Regions from separate parts of the Drosophila melanogaster genome. Here regions 1 and 2 are each linked to region 3. A link is a contact called in public Hi-C and targeted proximity ligation data. All regions are on one chromosome and are shown on one strand. The core of a region is the stretch at or near the end of the contact, and the rest is flanking DNA. Distances in the headings are between cores, read along the strand shown.

Region 1 (3,997 bases), core at 587-3,086, 130 kb before region 3:
TTTCAACAAATTTGTGCTGAATTCTTCATGTTTTGCGTTCGTTTCAAGTATATTCAGTTTTTTTTAATAGAAACAACGTGATAAGGCGCGGTGGGGAAGGCCAGGCAAAAGTCGTGCCGCGCCGTTCGAATTTCAAACAGTCGAGCTGGCGCACGGTGGGACAAAAGCGTTGTTTAAAAGTTTTAATGTTTTAAAGTTTCATACATTTTAATAAAATACAAAAATTTAATTTGAAAATCTTTAACTAACGTACGGCCAAACGCACTATAAAAACTAGCCAATGGAAAAAATAGTCCAGTAACGCTTATACAATTTGTTTACAAAAACCAGTTATACAATGTATTCCAAAATTTTACATAGTAATTCTATTCCTACCACTTATGTTTTGTATCCCACTGTGCTTGGTTTGCACTCATTCCTCCACCTCTGCCGAGTCACCCACCACCAACACCCCCCAGCGCGCACGCTCTCCCTCATTCTCACATCATGCTCCGTTGGTTGGTATTGCCAGCTACGAAACATGAAACATGCTCACTGCTTTAACGCCGATTGGAACTTTAAAGGGGCATTTCGAACGGCATTTCTCATGGCCCCTTCCCTGCCCAGCAGCATCATAACAGAGAAAATTGTAATCTTAAAAATTTGGACACTCGCTCACTTTATATTACTTTCTTCTCTGAGCGTTGGCTAGAAGTGCCACTCTCCTTCTCCTTCAATTCCAAATTCGACTAACTTCCCTATCGCGGGGTCTCTCCGCTCTTAAGCTGGACTTGATCTGCATACGAGAATGAGACTGGCTATATGTTTTTACCCCGTAGGGTCTCGGTCTCTGAGATGTGTCAAAAGTAACAGGTGATTGGATTGGATTCGAAAGGAGAGAGGAGAGTTAGAGACAGGGGAAAGAGAATGTAGAGCGTAAGAGCGAACCGGCTTTTCTACCATTTGTTATTATTACTTTCACAGGATCTGTTAATATTTCGGAACCGAAGAGAAACCCAGTCCCGATACATGTCTATTTTAATCTAAACCTATCAGATTCTTTTGATTCCTGTGTAACCCTCAGTAGCATTACACTTGTTCCCAGAAAAATGGAATCTGGTATCTTAAAAAGAAAACTGAAAGTAATTTATTCTGAACCCAATACCCTTCTAGATTTTGGTGATCAAACATAATAAATTGTTAGATTAGGGACTCGTTCTACGAAAATCTGCTTATCGATTTAATCATAGCTAATGTTGGAATTTATTTTTAATACAATTGCTCGATACCTTAGCTAGAATAATTCAAAAACGTTCTGAATTGTTTATCCTTCATTTTTAAACTGTAAAATTTGAGCTTATTCAGAGTGGAGTAGTATAAGAAAATGTTGAATATTTTGATACCGGATCCGATAGTTATAGAACCGGAACCTACGGATCCCGTTGACCTTTTTCTTATCGCACTCTGATATTCCAACCGGTCGGACACATGTGTTTTTCATCCGTGAAGTCGGCCCAGAATATTTCCATCATTCAATATTTACCACCTTTTATAGTTTTGTTTACTATCTTGCCGACTTTTTTGTCTTGCCGTCTTGCTCTCCTCTCCATCCTAAAAATACTCTTCCTGCGCTCCATCTGGCAATGCCGCTCGACAACTGTACTTCAAAGAGCGTTGCCAGGCAGGTCACTTCTCTCATAGATACACAGATACAGGCGCGCACGCACACCAGCACGCAAAATAACCACCACCAGCAGTACAGAAATTACACATTTTCTCCCCGAGTAGAGAACTGAAAAACTGGCCGCGCTGGCAGCGCCGGAGCAGCGAAATTCGATCGAAACCATTTACTCAGTCTCAGTTCGAGTTATCCAACGTTGGCGAGCGGACAAACAAGCAGGAGAAAAAAGCGTACGGGCAAGAGAAAGAGAAGGCACAAAATCACCCACAGCCACTGAAATTTTCTTTTGCGCTCCGGTGAGAAGATAATTTCACAAACCAAAACCGAACCAACAAACAAAAAAAGTGCGCTCCGTGAGCGGGAAAACAATAACAAAATCAAGAGACATGCGATTATAAAACGAACAAAATAACTGAGTGACAAAAAAAAATTAAATGCGTGTCTCATGGCTTGACTGTACTGTGTATTAAAAAATGTGATTGTGTCGGCTGTCCGTCTGTCTGAGTTTGTGCGCGTGTGTGTGCTGTTGGCGTTTTTAAATGTGGCGCGCTATTTTTGTGTGATTTTTGTGGGCAGCAACGAATTTTGAAACATCAATTGTATACTAGTTGTCAGTCCCCTTGTGAAAAAGTCTTCTCCAACAACAAAATTCCTGTGAGCAGCCTACACACATGCGTTGTCTCGCTCTCGCGCGCTCTGGCCCCCAAAGAGTGCGAGAGCGGGAGAGTGAGACCGAGAAAGAGAGAGAGAGAGAGAGAGCTAATAACTAACGTCTGTACTCTTTTTCTTTTCCATTTTTCATTTCAGTTTCGAGAAAGCAGCGCGCCAAGCAGCAAGAAGAGGAAGAGCAAAGGGAGTTGGAAAAGCAGTGGCGTCGTGGAGGAGGAGTAGAAAGGGGATTTTTGCGAAAAATCCCAACTTGAAGAGAATTTTCCCCGTAACCGTTAAACATTAAATCGTCGTGTTGGAGACAAATAGCAGCGAATACGCTAGCAACGCTGGGGAGGAACAACAATTGTTGGATTTGGACGCGACCGCTTTGATGTCGCTGCCAATGAATTCGCTGTATTCGCTCACCTGGGGCGATTACGGCACCAGCCTCGTATCGGCAATCCAATTGTTGCGCTGCCATGGCGACCTCGTCGATTGCACGTTGGCCGCCGGCGGGCGGAGTTTTCCCGCCCACAAGATAGTCCTGTGCGCCGCCTCCCCCTTTCTGCTGGACTTGCTAAAGGTAAGTGCTCGGTTCGGAAACACTGCCTAAAACACCTTTCAATAAGAGAGCTTGTACATAACCTCAAACGTTTCGTACAGTTTGTAAACAGAGAAATCCAATCGCAGAAATAGGTTAATGTTTGGAGCGCAGAGAAACTGACACTCGCACGCAAATGCATACATATGTATAAATAACGCAGATTTACGCTCCGCTCCAAAAGTTGTCTAGAGATTTTTGTACAAGTTTTCCACTGTCAATTGAGTTGAATGAGTGGCTCCGCCCCCCGCATTCCCGCCGTCTATCTTGCTTATCAGCTTTTTCTTGTTGCAAAGTTCACCGGAGAACGAGAGAGTGAGACGTAGAGACAGAGCGCAGACAGAGAGGGAGAGAGCGAGAGAACCAGTTGGTTCGGTCGACAGAAAAGTGGTTTTGGGCCCGGTGGTGTAACAGAGAGGGGAGAGCCGAAAGCTGGTGCGCCAACTTTTAAATCGCATGTGTTAGAGCGAGCGCAAACGAGAGCGCCAAAAGCAGCGCGGCAACTGTTGTAGTTGTTGGATGGTTGGAGCTTTCGTCTTGCCTTTTGGTTCTTGCTGTTGTTGGGTGCACACGAGCGCGACCTCTTTCTTCACAGACAGAACTGTACAGTTGGCTCTGGCTAGGGGGAACTTGAAATATTGGGGGGAATATGGATACATATACAAAGATAATTAAAATTAAATTTGTATTGATTGGTTTGATTTCCTTAACCCATTTCCTAAGCTAAGTCTTTTGTATTTTGTATGTCACCATTTTAGATTGCTAGATTGATTGTCTAACAGCAAACTTCGCTCAATTAAAAGTTCCTGGACTTTAATAGACTTATCTACTTCAAATCTTTATTTAAACTTATAACATAGTGACCAAGTCCAGATTGTACCAAAGATAAGCAAGCCTGTCTGGTGCGCTTCCCTCGTATCGAATCCAACCCGTATTTCTATAAACTAAAGCATTTCATATTAGGAAGGCGCACTTTTAAATGGAGCTTGCAAGTTTTTTCATGAGCTGTATTGCGATACTGTACTTTTTAACAACTCATTTGCACTTTAACTTTGACGCTTTTCCGCCACTCTGTCGATTGTTCA
Region 2 (4,451 bases), core at 791-3,290, 73 kb before region 3:
AATGCCAAAGAAATATTTAGCTGGCAAAGTTTATTTTACTCTTGGCTTTGTTTCTTTTCATGTTTTCCTTTTTCTTCAGCTGGCTTTGGCTGTTTTGTGGCGTAGACAAAACGGCGGCGAGCACGTTTCCGGTTGCGAACGGCACCGGAATTATAACAAGTTGTAAATGAAAGGCAAAATTTGATTACAGCCGATGTCAGAAGTCAAAGTGAGAATTGCAGAACTAGTTAATTTGAATGGAAACCGAATGGGGGAGACCAGAATATAAACAAAATCCGATGGGGAGAACAATTTTATAGTTTATCAAAATATTTATATATTTACTAGCAATTTTTACTACAAGCACAAAATTTTTGTTTTTCACATGACAAGTTTTAACTTTTATATTAAAATTGTATTTGTGGAAAGCAAATTTATTCCAAGCAATTTATATACTTTTTGAAAATTTGTATATTGATTTGTTTTGCAGTGTCTTTCAAAAATTCAAAAGCCAATTAAAAAGCTTCATTTGAAATTGAACTCCATTGAAATGTATCTCCGTCGTATTTTATTCCGGATCGAACTTTATCTTTATCTGCATCTCTCCCCCATCCAAACTGACTTTAGGCACGCGAACGTCACTTACGCTTACTCCCACTCGAAAAATGCGACGTAAACTGGATTTGTAGCACGGCGCAGACTTTCTGAGGAATCCCGATCCGCAACCGTAACCGAAACCGAACCGCACGTGGCGACTGACAAGCGGCAACTGAGCTCAACCGCAGCTGGAGAACCGTCGCCAAGGCAAAAGCACTCGGAGTGAGTATGAAAAAGCAGTGGAATGAGTGCCAATTGCCGATTACCGGCGAAAGAGCGGAGCAAAACAAACCCACCGATGAGTGAGTTTGCTTTGAGTGAGAGAGCAGAGAGCCTGAGTCAACAGGTTGTTTTGCTGGTTGGGTCACTTAACCTCGTTACTCTTTGTATTCCTCTGTGGGTCACACGGGGCGTATGTGCAATATGGCTCACTCGGTGCGTATGTGTGGCGTATATGGCTCAAGTTTGCCGACAAATCGCCGACAAATTGTTTAGGAACATGGATGCTGGCTACGCACACGACTTGGATTACCAGTTGGGATTGTCTTTAACCCAGGCTGTGGGTTGTCACAGTGCGTATACGTGATTTTGTCTTGACTTTTCTGCAGGACAATTTGTGCGGATGTTGGCGTGCTTTTCTCTTTTCTTTCTGTTCATAATTTTGTATTTTTATGGTCATCCTAAGTTTTTTCGTTTCAAGGGTTTTAACATTTCGAACGTCTTAGAAACTTTCCCACAACTATAAACTGAAGAAAGAGACAATGGGTTTTGTCATTTCACCATGCAAATTTAATTGAATCGATAAAAAATATAAAACATTTGTAGCCCTGACCACCTTATTATTCCTTTTAAATGTGTGAGGTGGAATTGACAACGCATTAAATTAAGACGTTAGTAATCGAATTGGTGCGGTCTTGGATCCTATTTAAAATGGTTACTGGTCTTCTGTTATGTTTATATCAATAGAATCCGGCACATCTTTTGGATATTGCTGATTAAAATCAGACGCTGCAAGACTACGGTCATTCAGAACTTCTGTCTCGTCGGAACTCGGATCCAAGTCGAGAAACGCCTTGGAGATCATTTTGGGATTTAGTTCGGCATCCAGGTCGTTGTTCTCAACTATTTTAATCAAAATTTCCAGGAGCAATTCACAACACTTCTTTTCGTAGCCCATAACATTGGAAATGGCATTATGGATTGTGTCCTTCATTTTTAACAGCTCTTGATTCAAGTTTTCGATATCAACTAGAGCTTTCTGGGAACTGGCCAAAGAAACAGCAATGCGACGTCCCAGATCCTCGTGCTCCAGGCGCATATTGGTGGCATTTTCCCGAAGACATTGCAGCCAAATAGAACGCTTGGCCATTCCCCTCATGTTCATTGTGAGCGTACAAAATATACAGATTTTATTTGAATTTATTTTATGTGTGAATATCTGATTACTTTCAGGGCGTCAATAGTACTGGGAAACCTATTTTAGATCCATAGAAATGACACAGAGGCAACTGGGAATGAGTAGCCTGCTTGGGTGGCGCTACAATAAGATGACTGACATCAATTATATTAATTATCAGAGTAAGCCGATTAGCTGGCTAATGAATTAAACATCATGGGAATTTCCCGGCCCATCCTGAAGGCGACAAATCAATGTCACTTAAAACATATAATTATCATCATTAGCCGCCCAAAAGCATCGCACTCCTCATGAACCTAACTTTTATTACAGACTATTTTGCCAAGCTGATGGTGCTCGGTGTTGCATTCATAATTGATTGTCCTGTGGGCAAACGTGTCCTTTGCCTTTGCGTCCTTCGCAAGATAAGCACTTAAGCTAAATGAAAGCAGATGTCTTAATTTTCATTTAAGTTGCTGACAAAGAGATTTCTAAGCTGCTCTGTCAATGCCTTTATCTGCGACCTTCCTGGTTAATTTTTTATTTCGAATGTGCGAACGTAAATGAAAAAACGCTTGGTAATTGGTCAAAGCTCTTGATTCCGGTCCAAAGCAAAGGATTTCATTTTTAATGAGAAGCAAATATGTTCAGCCCTAATTGGATTAATGGGAAGTCCTGCGGGATCTAAACGGCTTGCGGTCTAGGTCAGAGTCAATGCGATAGGGGCGTTTTTTGAGTGAAAATGTTCGCTTTGTTAACAATTTAACAACTTTGTTGGGAATGGCTTAAAATTTTGTTGGAGAAGAAGGATTAAATCATCTATATGTGATGATGAAAAGCCTATTTATATATATATTATGTTATACTCGCATTCAAGAGATTTAAACACTAAAAGATCATATCTCTATATTCTAAGAGCTTTTCATGAATTTTGATTTTTATAATTAAAAAGGCGCAACTCGTTGTGAACATTGTTGTAGGCAAATGAAAAGTCCTTTTTAACCGGCACGATAATTAAATCATGCTCAAACAGAATTTGAACTGAAATCTCCATCATCGGTTTAACTTTTCTTCCGTTTCCTCCGACCGGAAAAAGCTCTTCCTTAGCTGTCAACTGGTAAATGCCGAATTCTATCAATTTGTCATTCAATCATTGCACGAACGTTGCTAAGCCGACTATGCAAATTGAAGTCAAGAGGCATTAAGTCCAATCCCAAAACTAAAACGCTACTCCATGACACAATTGTCAGGGTTTTATCGGCTTATTTCTATGCATGAGTGCAGACACTCACAAGGACACGTTTATACCCACACAAATGCAGAACACTTTTTGAAAAGGAAGAAGCTTTGGCAATTTTCCGATTATTTTTTCTTCCATGTCGAACTTATGTGAATGCATATATAAGAACATCAATCTTTTTTGTTAGTCTGAATTAAGAGAACTTTATTTCTGATGTGGATTGCAAATACTATTCGATTTTAAAGTCGAATTCATATTTAAGAGACTAAGGACGTGTTGACTTTTGTTTATAGTGAAGTTCAAAATGTACCTTATTTATTTATTTTTTTTCTTTTATATATATTTGCCTCAATAAAGAACCTACAAACACCTTACATATAAACACTATAAACCTGAATATGTATGAAAAAATAATTGAAACCAGTTTGATTGATTGGCTGAAATATAGCAGTTAACTAAGGTTCTGCGCTTTTGATTATTTTGCATCCCCATTTGGAGCTTTCTAAAATTGATGTGCGGTTGGCAGGTGATTTATTGCGGCTTGAAAAGAAAAGGGACTATTTATTTCTCTGCCTGTGCTTGCTTATCAAGTTTCGGCAAGGTCTTCATACTGCGACACATATTTTGTTGAAATCCTATGGTAATTCAATCATGGCAACCTTTTTCACAGAAACCAACATAATTGACGGAAAAATTCGATAAACCAGATGTTATAGGTCAGAGAGAGTAGGGTGATTTGGGTCAATAGAAAGATGACAGATCTTCTAGATATTGGTATTGAAATAAAATCAATAAAAATCAAAATCAACCCAAGAAATGTATTTTAAAACTAAAGTTGTGAACACCCAAGTGTTCATTTCCAAATATTTTATTTAAATCTACTTAGTAATATTTAAATAATTAAATTATGTATATCTTAATAAAATAGTTATAGTTTATTAACATGTAAATACCTCTTGATAAATTCGTCATAATTTGATTGGCTCCGTATCGATGTAATATACTTAATAACAAGATTGAACTCACCTGAAAGTAAAATAAAATTCGGTGAGAAATAAATTAACATTATGTATGTTTTAGATTTTGTAATATTTTGTTCACTAAAGTTGAACATAATATAGGGAAATAATAAAAAAGAGGAAATCTGCCGAAGATATTTCACTTCACTGCCCATTTATAATCATTTTTGTGCGTACTGAAATGAAAGATGGCTGGGGTAATAAATTAAATAGCTTTCGT
Region 3 (4,638 bases), core at 202-2,701:
GGAGCTCTGCAGGCGCGTTGAAGGAACAGAATGAATCACGGAATCGTCCAATTTATACACGAGTTCTCTTTGTTCCTTTGCGAATCAAACTTGTTTCTTATCTCCGGCAATTTACTATTGTTATGAAATATACGGATTCTTTTTCGGGTAATACCAATATTAGTTGCTTTGAGTTTTTAATTCCATTGGATAAATAATATGGTCTTTAAGCTTATTAAATAACTTTATTAAAGATTATAGTCCATTTTTCCATACTAACCATACTTTTCCATACTACATATATCAATGTAAGTATACATTTTAAAAGATCTGATTGCCACGATATGGATTTTCTTATCTTTTTTGCATTAAGAATGGCACTACCTCAACCATTTCGCACTTTAAACATCGCTACAAATTAAAATTTGTACTATTTGAATGACACCATATGGGAAGGCAATAAGTTATAATAAGCCTACTAAAGTACCAGAGTTCTTGAAAATATCTTTAAGTTTTTTTTTTAATATCCTTCACTTAAAGCGTATTTCAAAATTAAAAAAAAATTTTTATGATCTGAACATTTCACCCACAAGAAGTAATTATAACTTTGTTTAAAATTTAAATATTTACAATAATAAATATTTCTCGACAGGTATTTATTAAGCCATTGGTATATAATATCGGACATACCGTTACTGGGTTTTTGGGGAATTTCGATGGCATCGATTCCTCTCGCTTGGAAAATGTGTGTCACAGCACTGCAATTCGGACTGAATTGATCGATGATCGAAGACCCTGCTACGCCACCCGCCGGATTGGGGGCGGCAAGGGCGGCCACTTGGGGGGCGGGGCCATTGTCCGCTTGTAAGGTGGGCGGCAAGTGGGTGGTGAGTAGTAATAGTAGAAGAGGACTGCTGAATATCACAAGGCGGGCAGTTGTTGTTGCTGTAGCTTTTCTTCTGCAATGCAGATGTTGTTGTTGTTGCTGCTGATGTAGCATTTTGATAACTCTTTCTTTATTTTAAGGGGAAAGAGAGAGCGAGAGACAGGGCTAATTTCACCGGCGTTTGTTGTCGTTTAGTTTCGATTGGGATTCAAATCGTTTTGACTGTGTTTGTTCTTTTTGCGGTAAATAATTTTGGCAAACGCAGGCACCCACACTGAAATACGCACACTAATACACCGCTTTGTTTGCCGGCATTATTATTATTATGAAACTTATTTTTGTCGTTTGCGTTTATCAGTGCGCATTTTGCGTTCAGAAGCAATTGAAGTGCAACATGGTTGTCGGGTGTTATTAAATCGGGATTATTAACAATTAACAAATAGCGGCACACGCACTGCACATAGACGCACTCGCTCCAACACACACGCACCCGCGACGACGAAAGGCGAATTGAAAGCAAAGCGCGCAACGCAGGAAGAAGCAGCACAGCGCGTGCTCGCGAGTCGGCTATAAAATTTTGACTGAGAAGTCTCTTTGAATTTCGACTGCTTACCGTCGATTCTTTTCAGCCTGCGCTTATCGATTGGTGACCGCGGCTATCGATGTCTATCGCCTTACACCGTTTTTAGGTATGTACAGTGTCACTAGGCTATGAGAATTCCATTCTGGGAAACGTTTGTTAGAAAGTTGTGAAATTTAAAAATAAAATAACGAAAGTTTTACAAGAAATAGATTGGTCCTGTTAATACATACATACATATAAATTATTATACATATACAATTATACATACCATAAATTTTTTTTGTTTGCAAACACACGACTGTATATTTATTAATTGGTTGGTAAGCTAAATGGTTTTTGAATAATTTAATCACAAAAAGTAAAACTTCCATGTCGCGCTTATAGGCGAGATGAATGCCTATTTAATCACATTTAAAATATTTTGTGTACAAAACAAATAGTGTGGACATCTAAATTTATTCGAAATATGTGACATCGATAAAGGAAGGTCCACACTATCGAAAGCCACTATCTAGCCGCATTGTTCATCTCTAAACCAGCTGTTTTGGCGGCAACCAGTTTTGGTCTGAAGCAAAACAATGTTTATTTAAATAAAACGCAATTTAAATAACAGCCCAAGTATGGCGCATGAAAGCGCTGTGCACGAGGCGCTGAAAAAGCATTTTGGCCACTCGAAATTCAAATCGGATCTACAGGAAAAAGCCGTGAAGTGCGCTGTTAAAAGTGAATATTGGCCAAATTCTTACCCAATCTCGCAGATAATACCTCTCGTAATTCTCTTACAGAAAAGCAGGATGTGTATGTGTCGATGCCCACGGGCTCGGGTAAATCCCTGTGCTTCCAATTGCCTGGTTTGATGTCAGAGAATCAAATAACCATTGTTTTTTCTCCGCTTTTGGCTTTGATTAAAGATCAGATAGATCATTTAACCAAACTGAAAGTGCCGGCGGATTCTTTGAACTCCAAGATGAGCACCAAAGAAAGGGATCGTGTTATAATGGACTTAAAGGCCGTGAGAACCAACCTGAAGTTTCTCTACATAACCCCGGAACAGGCCGCCACCAAGTTTTTTCAAGACCTGCTGCAAACCCTCCATAAACACAATAAGCTTGCCTACTTTGCAGTCGACGAGGCGCATTGTGTTAGCCAATGGGGACATGACTTTCGACCGGACTATCTAAAGCTGGGGGAGCTGCGTTCCAAATATTCCGACGTCATCTGGTTGGCTTTGACTGCCACAGCTTCAAGGGAAGTCAAGGAGGATATATATAAGCAGTTGCGCCTCCACCAACCCGTGGCTCAATTTAGCACTCCTAGCTTCAGGAAAAACCTCTTCTATGACATTGTTTACAAGAATTCTATCGAAGATGACTTTCAGCACCTGGCAGATTTCGCCAGACACTGCTTGGGCAATCCGAAGGAGTTTAAGGATACACCCAAGCCACAAAGAGGCTGCGGAATCGTATATTGCCGGACTCGAGACCAAGTGGAGCGCATGGCGATAGGGGTAACTAAACAGGGAATCGGAGCAGTAGCCTATCACGCTGGTCTGAAAACAGGAGAACGTACTGAAGTCCAGGAAGCGTGGATGCGGGGTGATCAGCCCATTATATGTGCAACCAATAGTTTTGGAATGGGTGTGGACAAACCAAGTGTGCGCTTCGTTATCCACTGGGATGTACCCCAAAATGTGGCTGCTTATTATCAAGAATCTGGTCGCGCTGGACGCGATGGCTTGCAGTCATATTGTAGATTATACTACGGACGGGAAGACGTCCGGAGTATACGTTTCCTTCTTCAAAACGATGCCCACAGAGCCAGGGGTCGTGGTGACAAAGAGCTGCTTACGGAGAGAGCTATCAAACAATTTGAGAAGATCACGGAATTCTGCGAGCGAACAACCTGCAGGCATAAACTCTTTTCGGATTTCTTTGGAGATCCAACTCCAGATTGTAGTGGGCAATGCGATGTCTGCAAGCGTCCCAAGAAAGCGGAAAAAGCACTGGAGATTTTTCATCGATTATGTATGGATGATGCCTTTAAGTCGCACATTTCGCTACAGGATTGCGCAGATCTGTATGAGGGTGAGTTTTAAAACTTCGTTATCTTTTTAGCTATTTCTGATCTTAAAGCCATATTTTTATACCCGTTACTCGTAGAGTAAAAGGCTATACTAGATTCGATGAAAAGTATGTAACAGGTAGAAGGAAGCGTTTATGTATGGATATTCTTTACCAGGATTACTATCCGAGTCGATCTGGACATCCGTTTGTCCGTCCATATGAACGTCAAGGTCTAAGGACCTAGCGGGATCTCTGGAATGATTTTTTTTATTTAATTATATGTCAAAAAGTATCTTATAGTCGATTAGGTCGAGTATAGCGCTCTCTCTTGTTTTTATATCCTACTAGGCGGCCGACCAGGTATAAAGCGTGCTGCCCAGGAGTACGCAGGCGGTGAATCTGGCTCAGATGACGATTCTGGTCAGAGTCACTCATCAATGGCCAAGAGAGCCAAAAAGGAATCACAGGATTTCATTAAGCAGCAGTTTAATCTTCGAAAGCAAATTAGTGCAGCTAGGCAGTTGGAACAGGAAACAATTGCTCAAATATCTCGCGTTCGAATGGCAGAAGCCACTGAAAAGAAAATCGCAGGTCTTCAGGCCACTCATCGGGAAAAATATTTGACAGCTTTAATCGACGCACTCAAAGCCAATGTAGACAAGTGCAAAGATGAACCAGGGCAGCAGCCAAAAAGTGTATTAAAATACAATGACTATGAGGCAATGTCAGTAAATATGGAATATGACGTGTTTCGCCAGAATAAGGTGGCCAATATGTACCGCCATGCCTTAGTTAAAGAGGTAAGAATAATTAACTGTCACAAGATATACATGATATTGTTAACTTCTTTTTCTAATAGATATCCACAATCAAGAAACTCACAGAACAGACTAAATTATTGCCTCTTTTGGTGGACTATATTCCGAAGCCTGAAACAAGTTCTAAAGGTGCTTGGACAGGTGGAAGCGTGGCGTACTTTGAGCGGAAACTCAAAGAACTAGAAGAACAAAGGCCACAAAGCCTTAAGGAAGTTCCAAAAGCCCTAAAAGACAGAAAAGGTTTTAAACAGGAAAATAGCAAGCAGACTTCAATTTCCTCTTTTTTTAAAAAAGAAATTAAAGAAGAAC

The links. A called contact is a pair of places that touch in the nucleus more often than the background predicts.
Region 1: a contact with region 3 is called in a Hi-C map of the Kc167 cell line, with 3 times the contacts expected there. A contact is called at or near these places in 18 of 107 Hi-C or Micro-C datasets (the Clone 8 cell line, the D17-c3 cell line, the Kc167 cell line and 8 more) and 3 of 7 datasets of targeted methods (the Kc167 cell line and the S2 cell line).
Region 2: a targeted proximity ligation map of the Kc167 cell line shows a contact between it and region 3, with 2.1 times the contacts expected there. A contact is called at or near these places in 4 of 107 Hi-C or Micro-C datasets (the Kc167 cell line, the S2 cell line, leg imaginal disc and 1 more) and 2 of 7 datasets of targeted methods (the Kc167 cell line and the S2 cell line).

Annotation. Positions count from the first base shown.
Region 1 is chr3L:14,755,801-14,759,797 of dm6, reverse strand. It overlaps CG42507, which reads left to right and starts at 1,836. Exons shown (of 7, transcript NM_001169973.2): 1 at 1,836-1,956; 2 at 2,468-2,894. It overlaps Trl (Trithorax-like), which reads left to right. Exons shown (of 7, transcript NM_206360.1): 3 at 2,468-2,894. The coding sequence starts at 2,703.
Region 2 is chr3L:14,703,053-14,707,503 of dm6, reverse strand. It overlaps CG13476, which reads right to left and starts at 2,040. Exons shown (of 1, transcript NM_206354.2): 1 at 1,347-2,040. The coding sequence starts at 1,960. The coding sequence ends at 1,511. All of the region lies in intron 2 of ome (omega), which reads right to left.
Region 3 is chr3L:14,629,414-14,634,051 of dm6, reverse strand. It overlaps dlp (dally-like), which reads right to left and starts at 1,451. Exons shown (of 8, transcript NM_206353.2): 1 at 670-1,451. The coding sequence starts at 979. It overlaps RecQ5 (RecQ5 helicase), which reads left to right and starts at 1,975. Exons shown (of 5, transcript NM_168591.3): 1 at 1,975-2,171; 2 at 2,234-3,532; 3 at 3,860-4,311; 4 at 4,371-4,638. The coding sequence starts at 2,069.